4 separate regions of the Mus musculus genome follow, and regions 1, 3 and 4 are each linked to region 2. Evidence: chromatin contacts called from public Hi-C and promoter capture Hi-C data. All regions are on one chromosome and are shown on one strand. The core of a region is the stretch at or near the end of the contact, and the rest is flanking DNA. Distances in the headings are between cores, read along the strand shown. Region 1 holds the start of Srpr (signal recognition particle receptor ('docking protein')). Region 2 holds the start of Siae (sialic acid acetylesterase). Region 3 holds the start of 4933422A05Rik (RIKEN cDNA 4933422A05 gene). Region 4 holds the start of Zfp202 (zinc finger protein 202).

The links. Promoter capture Hi-C pulls out the DNA fragments that hold promoters and counts their contacts. A called contact is a pair of places that touch in the nucleus more often than the background predicts. Capture Hi-C pulls out chosen DNA fragments and counts their contacts.
Region 1: a contact with region 2 is called in a Hi-C map of B cells, with 7 read pairs. The contact joins the promoter of Srpr here to the promoter of Siae in region 2. A contact is called at or near these places in 3 of 39 promoter capture datasets (cranial neural crest, liver and pre-B cells), 1 of 484 Hi-C or Micro-C datasets (B cells) and 1 of 9 other capture datasets (liver).
Region 3: a promoter capture Hi-C map of liver shows a contact between it and region 2, with 5 times the contacts expected there. The contact joins the promoter of 4933422A05Rik here to the promoter of Siae in region 2.
Region 4: a promoter capture Hi-C map of embryonic stem cells shows a contact between it and region 2, with 5 times the contacts expected there. The contact joins the promoter of Zfp202 here to the promoter of Siae in region 2. A contact is called at or near these places in 5 of 39 promoter capture datasets (the HPC-7 cell line, cranial neural crest, embryonic stem cells and 2 more) and 1 of 115 datasets of contacts at active chromatin or transcription factors (astrocytes).

Annotation. Positions count from the first base shown.
Region 1 is chr9:35,209,874-35,212,611 of GRCm38.p6, forward strand. It overlaps Srpr (signal recognition particle receptor ('docking protein')), which reads left to right and starts at 1,330. Exons shown (of 14, transcript NM_026130.1): 1 at 1,330-1,532; 2 at 2,119-2,202; 3 at 2,475-2,638. The coding sequence starts at 1,416. Foxred1 (FAD-dependent oxidoreductase domain containing 1) reads right to left here and starts at 1,182. Exons shown (of 11, transcript NM_001291448.1): 1 at 934-1,182; 2 at 72-292. The coding sequence starts at 1,018.
Region 2 is chr9:37,612,379-37,615,222 of GRCm38.p6, forward strand. It overlaps Siae (sialic acid acetylesterase), which reads left to right and starts at 1,443. Exons shown (of 10, transcript NM_011734.4): 1 at 1,443-1,548. The coding sequence starts at 1,482. Spa17 (sperm autoantigenic protein 17) reads right to left here and starts at 1,342. Exons shown (of 5, transcript NM_011449.2): 1 at 1,178-1,342.
Region 3 is chr9:35,279,763-35,282,462 of GRCm38.p6, forward strand. It overlaps 4933422A05Rik (RIKEN cDNA 4933422A05 gene), which reads left to right and starts at 1,343. Exons shown (of 5, transcript NR_040715.1): 1 at 1,343-1,444. It also overlaps the pseudogene Gm5614.
Region 4 is chr9:40,191,060-40,193,759 of GRCm38.p6, forward strand. It overlaps Zfp202 (zinc finger protein 202), which reads left to right and starts at 1,257. Exons shown (of 7, transcript NM_030713.2): 1 at 1,257-1,378.

The DNA.
Region 1 (2,738 bases), core at 80-2,579, 2.4 Mb before region 2:
GCACAGTCCCTGCCCTCAATGCCACAGTCTGTGTCCTCAATAAGATGACTGCCCTTACTCCCTGACCTCACCGTGTGGTCCTGCTCCACCACCAGCACCCGAATGGCACCTCTTCTACTCTCCAGCTTCTTCAGCCAAAAGGCCACAGACAGACCAAGAATCCCACCTCCTATGATGACCACATCCGCCTGTTCTGGGGGCAGGTGGCTGGTGTCATACAGCACTTCATATTTCTTTCCAGGCAGGATGGAATCAACCTTCTTCTTAAAGTCAGACACCTTTGCATCCCAGTCTGCAGGACATAGTTACAGTTAGATGACTTATGTTCTTTTCTGCGTGGTTGGGGGTTGGAGGATGGGTACAGGAAAAGGGGGGCTGAAATAGGCATTTGGATTGCCACACCTCCAATGTCATCCTTTCTCATAAGATCAACTCATATGCAGCAGTATTGTTAGAACTTTGTTGTTTGGTCTTTGTCCCACCAGGCCCCAATATCATGGATCTCTAACACTGGAAGATTCAACTTCCTGAAATTACTTTCTGTTTCCCCATCAAGCGAGATGTGACTCACATTATTTAGCTCTTGCAGATCTCTCTCCCTCCTGAACCCCATTCTCAGATATGCCAGGCCCAGGGAACGAGTCCCTAGTATACTTCATACTGCACAGCCTTCTAAAGCCGGGCACCTTTGTAATGGTTTCTTATCCTTATCCATCATCGCCAGCAAGCTTCCATTTATATGGCATTGTCCACTGGGAAGTGCCTCCTTGAGAGCCATACACTTGCCTCGGCTCTTTGACCTTTAGTAGGCAAGCCTACCCCTTCCCCCAGCTAACTCGCTGTCCCGCCCGCACGAGGCAGGGGGTCGAACCTTGAAGGTCACATCTATGGAGGGTTTGGGCTCCCCAGAACCACTGCTGCCCTCAGCTTTACCCAGAGTAAAGCCTCCTTTGCGTGTGCGTAGCCCCCGGTATGGGAGGCCCGGGCCCAAGCCAAGACGCAGCGCTCTGCGAAACATGGCCTTAGAGCCCGGCTTCTTTCAGCTTGAGGTGGGTTCCCCTCAAGCCGACTCTGTCCTTCCTGTCATCGGTCCGCGCCACGGGGAATAGACACGAACGCGCCGATTAGCCGGCAGTGCTCTTCAGGCTCCACCCCTCCACGCTATAGGGGAGCTATCGCCTCTGGAGTCCCGCCCCTGTGTGCTATTGGTCAGGCTTGAGTCTACGTCATCTCGCGCGCCCTGAGCGGGAAAGGGGCGGGACCACGGAGGCTCGTAGCGGAAGTGCGGCTGAACCGGTTTCCGGGGGCTGCTGGTGTGACGTGTCCCGCGCTTGGCGCAGCAGGAAGCGGCGGCGGCGGACGCGGCCCGAGTTCCCGGCCCCGGTCTCGGCCTCAAGTCTTCTCCCGCTTCCGTCATGCTTGACTTCTTCACCATCTTCTCGAAGGGCGGGCTTGTGCTCTGGTGTTTCCAGGGCGTGAGCGACTCGTGCACCGGGCCCGTCAACGCGTTGATTCGTTCCGTACTGCTGCAGGTACCACCCCCGCGGGGCAGAACTCCGGGCTGTCGTCCCTCAGACCCAGACTGTGGTCCCCTTTCCAGTAGTCACTCCGCACTTTCCGTTCTGATCTCCTCAAACTGGTCGGTTACCGGCCACCCAGGATCGACTTCCTTGCCTGGATCACAGTATCCCGAAACTTTGCGACGCCCCCCACTCCTCCCGTTTCCGGGGCTCTAGCCACGTTCTGGCGTCCTAATGGACTCGAACTCCCTCTCCACTCATCCGAGCAGCGTGGTTTTCTGCTGTTTTGACGTTGGGTGAAACTGTGGATGCGAGAACACCTTTCAGGAACAGTAGATGGTTCACAGCTGCTAGAAGATCTGATTGTTTATATATGACTGTTTACTTCCTGGCTCCCACGTGTCCTGTCTCCTGTCCCAGCTTTACCCCTTGTCCTTACCTGGTGTCTGTCTGTCTGTCTTTTTTTCTCACGGGGTGCTAGAAATGTCCCAGAACTCCCTTGTTGAGGGCAGGATTATATCTGGTTATTTCCCAAACGTAGTCCAAAGTCTGGTTTTGCTGTGGATGTAGCCTGACTGCTGAAACGCTCTTTTTCCAGGAACGGGGCGGTAACAACTCTTTCACTCATGAGGCTCTCACACTCAAGTATAAACTGGACAACCAGTTTGAGCTGGTGTTTGTGGTAAGTGGGGGTATGTTAGAAAGACAAGTTATGTTCTCAACAGCATCCCCACTGATGAACCTAATTAATTGTGGGTATTGTGTATGTGATAAAGTGATAGAAAAAAGTTAGGAATGTGGAGGGGAGAAAGCAAGCGACTTCTGGGTAAGATTGTAAGCTTGGCTCTCCCGGGGCAGGAAACCTATCTCTGGAGGCTTGGGTTGAGTTGGCTTCCTTCCATTCTGGGCTGGCATGTAAGGAGATCTATTGGCTCCGTCTCCTTCCATAAACAGGTTGGCTTTCAGAAGATCCTCACGCTGACCTATGTAGACAAGTTGATAGATGATGTGCACCGACTGTTCCGGGATAAGTATCGCACAGAGATCCAACAACAGAGTGCTTTAAGTCTATTGAATGGCACATTTGATTTCCAAAATGACTTCCTGCGGCTCCTTCGGTGAGAGGCTTTCCTCCGTTCAAAGGGAAAATTTTCATGATTTAAGAGTGCCTGCCTGTCGGTGGCGCATCAATATTTACATGGGTTCAAACCAGTCACA
Region 2 (2,844 bases), core at 193-2,692:
ACTATTTTGTTTGTTTTCTGAGACAGAGTCTCTCAACATAGCTCTGGCTGTTCTGTAACTATGTAGACCAGGCTGCCCTCTAACTCAGAGATCTACCTGCCTCTGTCTCCCAAGTGCGGCGATTAGAGCCAGCCTGGTGGATAAACACTATGCTTTGTGAATTATAGTATCATAAATCCAGATCCATTAAATTAGACAAATACATATTTTCAAAGTTAGAGAACCACAGTTTTCACTAGATTAAGTACTTTGTTTTTCTGTCCTTAAGAGGTGAGGGTAGATGTTGCAAGCCCACAGTATTGAAGAGACAATGATTGCTGAGAAGCTGGTATAAACAATCCCCTTTACATTGCTGAGAAGAAACTATTTCAAGTGCAGTACTTGGGAGGCAAGGGTAGGTGGGTCTTTGTGAGTTCAAGGTCAGCCTTGTCTACAGGGTGAGTTTCCGGACAGCCAGGGGCTAAACAGAGAAACCCTGCCTCAAAAACCCAAAAATCAAACAAATAGCAAGCAAGCAAACAAAAATCTAGTCGTTCTAGAAATTATTATAATTTGTTGAATAGTTTCACTTGTTTTTCAGCCCCAACTTTTGAAGCATGTTCTCAAGTGCCTCTGCTTTCTGATGAGGGATTGTGAAAGGGGAGGTCGTGTATTTGGGAGTCAGCTTTTGATGTTTGGGGAATCTTATTTTCTGGTTTTCTCAGGCCTTCTTTTATCTTATTATTCGAGGACTGGCTTAAAGGTGGCTGACATAGGATTTGATTATTGAGAAAAGAGAGCTTCGGGTCTGGGCGTGTGCTCCCTCTGCCTCCCCCAAGAAGCACAAAGGCGGCGCTGGTTGGGGTCGAGGCTGGAGGACTAGAGGTTTAACAAGGCCTAACCTGTGGAGTCTCTTCCCTTTCTCTCTTTTGGCCACAAACAGCAGATTAGATATCGAATCTTGAGAGCTGTGTAAAGCCCTGAACCGGGCGGGGGAGGACAGGCTGTCGAGGGGAAGCAGGTCAAACCGTGGGCGGGACGCCAAAGACCTAGCGTTCCAGATTCTCCGAGAAAGGGCTTGCCAGGCTCTCTGTCTGGTCCAGGAGTTGCGGGAGTATTGGAGATGCGGAGAGACTACGGCACGAAGGAAAATGGCGAAGCCTCCACATTGGAGAGGGAGTGGGGGAAACTGCCTCACCTCTTCTTTCTCTTCAAGCTGGTGCGGATGGTTCCAGTGTTTTATCTCGTTGCTGGGTAACCGTTTTTTTTTTTCTTTTTTCTTTTTTCTTTTTTTTTTAACTACGGAGGCCGGGAGGGGAGCGCCCTGCGCCGCGCCGCGCCGCGCCGCTGATGGTTTCGCGTACTGAAGGCTTGAGGGTGGGGCCCGATAGGTAGACCCTCCCAGGCCCCGCCCACTACGCAAGACCACGCCTCTGCCCTGTCCCCGCCCCCGCATAGGGGCTCTTCCTGAATTCGGCGGGTTAATCAGGATCTTCACAAACATGGTTTCCCCGGGGCCTGTGTTTGGGATAGTGCTGCTCATAATCGCGCGAGTCAGCAGAAGTGCAGGTGAGGTGTCACAGCTGTGCCGGACCCTTGCCTTTCAGATCTTCTGCAGGATCATGGCATGCGTCCCCTTTAAAGGTCTGGTTTGAGTCAGAACTGGACTTTTCGCACCTAGTTCTGGCTCAAGGTACTGTTGGGCCCATCTACTGCCTTTTTCATGCAGGGTACCTCATTTGCAGCATAGGAGGCAGGGAGAGACTTCGGTTTACCCATTGGAATAGGCTCCAGAGTCCCCAGACCGAAGCCTTGAGGAGAGCTCAAAGAGAAGGGGGCGAAGCTTAGTTAGATAATATTTGGAAACAGGTGTCTGAGTCATCCAAAATACTTCAACACCTGCCCCCTCAGTAGTGCCCTTGGGGAGGGCTTCTGTCGGGATGGGTGCCTTGAGGGAATTAAATTTTACTAGTTTCTAAGTGGTTATTAGGGCTAAGAAATACAACCCCCTCACTAGCTCAGAATAATTTAAGGTTCAGCTCTGAATTTTGATACAGCCTAAGAGATACTAGTGGAGGGGTAAGACTCATCACACTGGAGAGGGAGCTATTTCACACTGGCCATTGTGCAGGTCAGAGCTTGTCATCTGACTAACCTGAGCTGGACATTGCCCTCTGCATGGAGATATCAAAAGATAGGAATCTATTCACTTAAAGTAAAAGGTTACTGCTGGAGCCACCCACCCTTCTTTTCTTTGTATCACTGAAAGAGTGGACCTCATCCATAGACTGTCAATAAATGAAATTTGGGGGGGGGGATGAGAATATAGCTCAGTGATAAAGCTCTTGGCTGGAGTGCTAGGAATTTGTGGTCCCATTACCATTATCCTCACAGCAAAAATGAAATTGCAATTCCTTTGGAATTAGATGACGTTGATTCTCATTCTGTCATAAACTACCTTCTGAGGCCTGTCAAGGACATTACTGTCTTCTTTCTTAAGAACTCTGCTACACGAGTAAGCTCCTAGTAGATTGTAAGATCCTTGGCAGCAAGAATTTTTATCTACTATTGGAATTATTTTTCCTTCCAGGGTTGCAGTCTCAATGTGTAAAGTACTAGGTATCATTAAAGAGATATTCATTGAATTCATAGCTGTTCTAATTATTCTTTAAAATTGCTTAATCTATTTGTGCTCTAGTCCCTTGATGGGTAATGTGGTTAGGTTATATCTCTTCATCGGTAGTAACACAATTAACACGTTTATTATAAAGATAATTTCCACCTCTAAATTTTTTTTTTCTCACCATAAATCCATTCACAAAGAGCTTCTATAACTGAATGTTGGCAAACACAGAAGGGCTTGGG
Region 3 (2,700 bases), core at 93-2,592, 2.3 Mb before region 2:
CATACCAAGGCTGTGCCTATCTTCTAGAGAGAACTGGACTTCCCTGTTGGAGCTTCTCTTCACAGCAGTGTTTGAGGCAGGGAAAACAACGAAGTCCCTTTTCTGTGTTCTCTTATACCTTAGAAAGGGTTTAAATATTTATCAGATCCTTGCTGGGTTGGCCTGCTTAAGCAGTGGGTCTTGCTGTATAAGGTGACATCTGTAATTGTCACAGATACAGTAAGAGGATCTGTTAGCATGGTTTGAGAAACTGGAGGAACCTGTGCCATGCCTAACATGAACTTCACCGGGTTAGAATGTTGATCAACAGCAGTTACATCATGTAACTAGTGTGTGAAGATGGTGTCCCCCTCTTTTCTTCCCCCTTAAAGTCATACATGCACATAATTTAAAAATGAGAACTTGTGATGGGAAATGCCAAAAAGCTGCCCAAGTACAGCTTTGTTGTTAGCCTTCTATGAGATATGTATCTGTGCCTCTGAGAAGTACTGCAGAGTCTGGAGGGGCAGGTGGCTCACCCGAAGCCCACTCTGAGAGCAGTAACTTGCCTCTTGGGTATGTGGGATTTTTTTCAGCCTGGGAATGTTCTACCTAAGCCCACAAATCCATTTTCAGCCTTCAAACTACATGTGTCTTTACATCTGATAACTGGGTCTCCTGCTCAGGGCTTCAAGAGCTCCTTCTATGCCTTCTCATTTGATTGACATCCAGGCTTTTAGAAGGGTTCTGGGCAGACACCCTGCTGAGCTCCACTTTCACCTGCAGATCCAGGTGAGCTTGGCACCCTCCTCCTGTGTGCTGATGACAGTTGGTCTTTTTCCTTGGTTTCTCTGAGCTCTAGATCCCCATGTGTCTCTGCCATGGGCATGATGCTCTTGAAGCTCCGCTATAGCTCTCTCACATCATGTGTTATGTATGCCAGGAAACATTTGTGAACCCCCGAAAGATCACCAAGGAGCTGAATCCAATGCAGTTGCATTAGCGTCTCCTTATTCAAGCTGGAGCTTGGGCTCCCAGGCATCCCTTGCACAGTAGGAAGGTGGAGCCCTGAGCCTAGTTTTAGGCAAGCATGATAGAAGCAAGAAGGGACTATCTGACTGGGGAGCCATTATAACCTTTAACATAATTGGCTGGTACTGGGAACCAAATCATAAACTTAACTTCTGTTTTCTTCCTGTTTGGTGGTTGCTAAGAAGTGAGGTGTTTGTTAGGGGCAGGCTTTTAATCTGGAGAAACAGATTTGTTGGGGAATAACTTGGAAACTGGTACTAGGCACAGGTCTTGTGGAAGGGGGTGGGGGTGGGGTTGGAATCTGGTAACCTGGAAACTGGTGCTAGGTGCCAGTTGGTTAATAACTCACGTTCAACCTTAGGTTAGGTTTTCTAAGATGGAGTCTGAACCCAAACGATTTGGTCTCTCACATGCAGACTGGAATTGAACCTAGGTCATGTAGAAGGACAGCTAATGCTCTTAACCCTTGGGTATCTTTCCAGCACCCTATTTTTTTTTTTTTTTTTGAGGAACATCCATGTTGATTTGATTTCCACTCTGAATGCACTAATATATATTCTCACCAGCAATGATTATAGATGGTAGTGAGCCACCCTATGGTTTCTGGGAATTGAACTCAGGACCTCTGGAACAACAATCAGTACTCTTAATCACCGAGCCATCTCTTCAGCCCTGCTTTCCCCCTTTTCATCTTTTTTTTTTTTTTTTTTTTGTAGGAACCATCTTTTATTGGGGGAGGGCTCATCAATTCTTCTTGGCCGCCAACTTCCTCATGGCTGCCAGCACGTTGCTCAGCTCCTCCCGCTTTCTCTTGGCGCGGATGTGCGTGCCCACTCTCTTCTTGATGAACTTGAGTGCGCGCTTGTCCTTGGACACTTTGAGCAACTCCATGGCTCGCCGCTTGTAGGGCGCGAAGCCGCACACCTCCCGGATCATGTCCTGCACGAACTTGGTGTGTATGGTGGGGCGCCCACGTCGCCGGCTGTGTCTCGGCTTACTGACATTTTTTGTCACCTTGTGGCCCTTGTTGAGGCCCACGGCCATGGGGTAGCACAGAGCCATGGCTGCTGCTCTCCGATGGCGGCCGGGACAGGAAGCTTCATCCTTTCTTTTATTTTACAATATTTTAAATTTATTCATTTCATACATGAATGTAAGATATTTTGATCATGTTCTCCCAGCATCCCCTTCTTTTATTTACTTCTCACTCCCAACAGTTCTGTCTTTCCACTCTCATATCCTTTTTTCTTACTCTTCTCTCATATATAACATCTCAGCCATAGTTTCCCCTTCCTCTTCTCCTCCCAGTCCCTCCATCCCACCTCCCTTCTCCTTCAGATCCACCACTCCTAGAAAGCATCAGATTGTCTTCCAAGCAGCAAGGATGAGGGTCTCAAAGCCCACCCCTACACTTCCTCCAACAAGGCCATGCCTAATAGTGGCTGCCACTCCCTGGGCCAAGCATCTTCAAACCACCACACCTTGTAATATGAAGGTGTTCCTGTGTGGATGAGTTTATTTTGTCAACTCTTCTTTTTCTCAGCAACTACTAACTAACACAAACCATAGATACTTGTCCTTAAAGCTTTGAGACTGTCTACCATCAGCACTTGTAAGTCTCCCAGACCTTTTGAGCTCATTTCCATGTATGGGGTAAAGAGGGAGTCTAGCCAGGCAGCTGATCGTCCT
Region 4 (2,700 bases), core at 7-2,506, 2.6 Mb after region 2:
AGAAAGGCTCCAAGTAACAGAAAAAGCATACTTTGGCTCTGTCCAGTGTCCTCAGATAAAGATTTAAAAAAAAAAAAAAAAAAAAAAAAAAAAAAAAAAAAACGAAGGGGAGGAGGAGGGGGAAGAGGAACAGGAAGAGGAAGAGGAGGAGGAGGGGAAAAGTATACCTTAGTCAGGACTCAGAAGGGCAGACAGACCTGCCCATTCTGGCACTGACTGCCTGAACTGAACAGAATCAGGTTTCTGAAAAAGTACATTATCTATCTCATTAAAGGGATACCGTCACCAACTCCCATGTCTTTTACCACGGTATTAAGTGAACTTGCATTCTGGTGGGGTGGTCAGGTGATTGGCTGGGCACAACTGGATTAAATCTCACGATTGCTCGGTCTTCAGCCAGGCTAGAGGTAGACTCCATCCACTCCTTTGACCGAAGAACAGTCTTCCAGTTGGGGCTTCAACAAAGCTTTGATCAAGGGTGTTGTAACACCCTCTGCAGAACACAGCTGCCTCTCTAGCAAAAGCAATTAACATGTCCAGTTCAAAGTATGCTAAGCAGTCTCGAGCAGTTTGTCCCATGAACGGAAACGGTTTTCAAGAAATGGCTGAAAGGAGAAGACTTGCACATGTCACCATGTGACATTCAGGGCAAGATGGACTATAGAAGTGTTAGGGACAAAGACAAAAATGAACAACTTAGATCAGGGAAGACAGTGGCAAAGAGGCACCAAAATAGCACACAAAGGTTAATAGACAACACCACCATTTCCTTACTGAGCTTCAGTCTACCTTCCAGTTTTTAGTTCTAAGACCAACAGTTTGTGTTTTTTCAAGACGGACAGAGTTGACAGGCAGATGTTCTGGCGGCCCGGCAACAGCTGTGCATGAAGGAGCCAGCATTCAAATCTAAACCTTTCTTTTTTTATTCTTCCATGCTTGAAGGAAAAGAAAACTGCGTGGGAAGGAGGGGATTCTCTTGTGGAGATGTAGATACCAAAACCAACATGAAAGATGAAAACAAAACCCTGTAGGAAGTGGACAATGAATACCACGCCTAGGAAGGTGATGGGTTTGCCGCAAAGGGGACTGGCCATAGAGGGCAGCAGTCCAGGGAATGCTTCCCGGCATGGGTCTCACTGGAGAAGCCCCAGGCTTCGACCAACAGGAACACAACGAGTGGACCAAACCTCCTACAGCCTAGACAGGCTCCAGCACCCCTTGGAGGTGGGGCGAGTGGTCGCTTCCGGTTCCGGGCGCAGAGGACCCACGTGTTCCGACCCGCTGGGCCCCGCGCGACTCGGATCCCGCTCGGCTCTTTCGGCCGGGAGTGGGTGGGGGAGCACCGGGCAGGGGAGGAGCCGCCGGAGCCGCGGGAGACGTGAGTGTCGGGGACCTGGCCGGCGAGCGGGCACCGCAGCGGGCGGGGAGGGAAGGGCAGGAGCATTGGGAGGGGCAGCAGACCCCGCCCCCCCGGCGCCGGGGGACAGCGCCTGCCAGGGAAGGGGTGGCGGCGGGGTCCCCGCGGCCTGGGCGTTGTAACCATGTCACCTCCTCGCGGCCAGAGCCGGGACGTCCGGAGACAAGGGTGGCACTCCAGGCTTCTCTGCCCAGCCACCTCCTTCCGCCCCCTCTGGGGGCCTGCGGACATGCACTGTGCCCCTCGGATTGCGTCCATACCAACCGCTCCGGTGCGCTAGAAGCCAGTGGGGTGTAGCCTAGGCCCCTTGACGCCCACCTTCCCCTCTCTTCAGACTTTTCACTCTGCATCGCACATTGCTCCAGAGCCCTCCCTGCAGGTTTTGCCTTCCCTCCTTCCCAGCGAACCCCGCCCCCTTCACATGCGATCTTATCACCTGTGATCCTTGCCAGTCCTTGGCCGTCTAGCGTGTGGCTCTCACCTGGCTTAGTGACAGGCTCAGAACTTCCCTGTAGAGCTAGAGGCTACTGTCTGCACTGTCTGAACTTCTTTCTTCCTACCCCTGACAACCAGCTCGGGGACCTCTTCTCCAGCTCATCTCACCATCTGCGGGACTTTCCATAGTGGACTGAAAGTTTGCTAGTTTTTTATTCCATGGCCGACCTGGTCCTCTCACACACTTTCCCCTGGGCTGTGGCTGTCTCGTATTCTACACATGGATAGCGCTGTCTTTTCTCTGTGCAGAACTCCCCAAAGGGAGATCTCTAGGTCCAGCTTATCGTCTTGGTCGTGGTTAGGAGTGCCACATCTAGGGTTTTGCTGTCAGGTTATTCTGTCCATAGTCTACAGGTGAAAGGCAGTAGGGAAAGCTTGGGGCAACGAAGTCACAAGGCATCTCTCTGTGCAGCTTTTTCTTTGAAGCAGCCCCATGGACCTTAATCCAGAAAACAGTTTCAATGAAGTGTCAGGATGGCTGTGAGAAGCTTGCTAGGAGAAGCAAGTGACAGTGGGATATTTGGAGGCCATCAAATATCTTGAGTCACTTTCTGCTATTGCTGCCTAACATAAAAGGGTTAGGAGGAAGGCAGTACATTTTTCTTCTAAGACAGCTGCTGACCTTTCCTCCTGTCTCCTATGTACACACCCTTTGCATTCTACCTGTATAATTGCAGGAGACAGTCATTCCAAGGCCACTGCAAGACCTACATCACTATTGAGGGACTCCTGTCGTTTCAGAATATACAGGTGTGGTGACTATACCACTCAACACAGGCATAAAACAA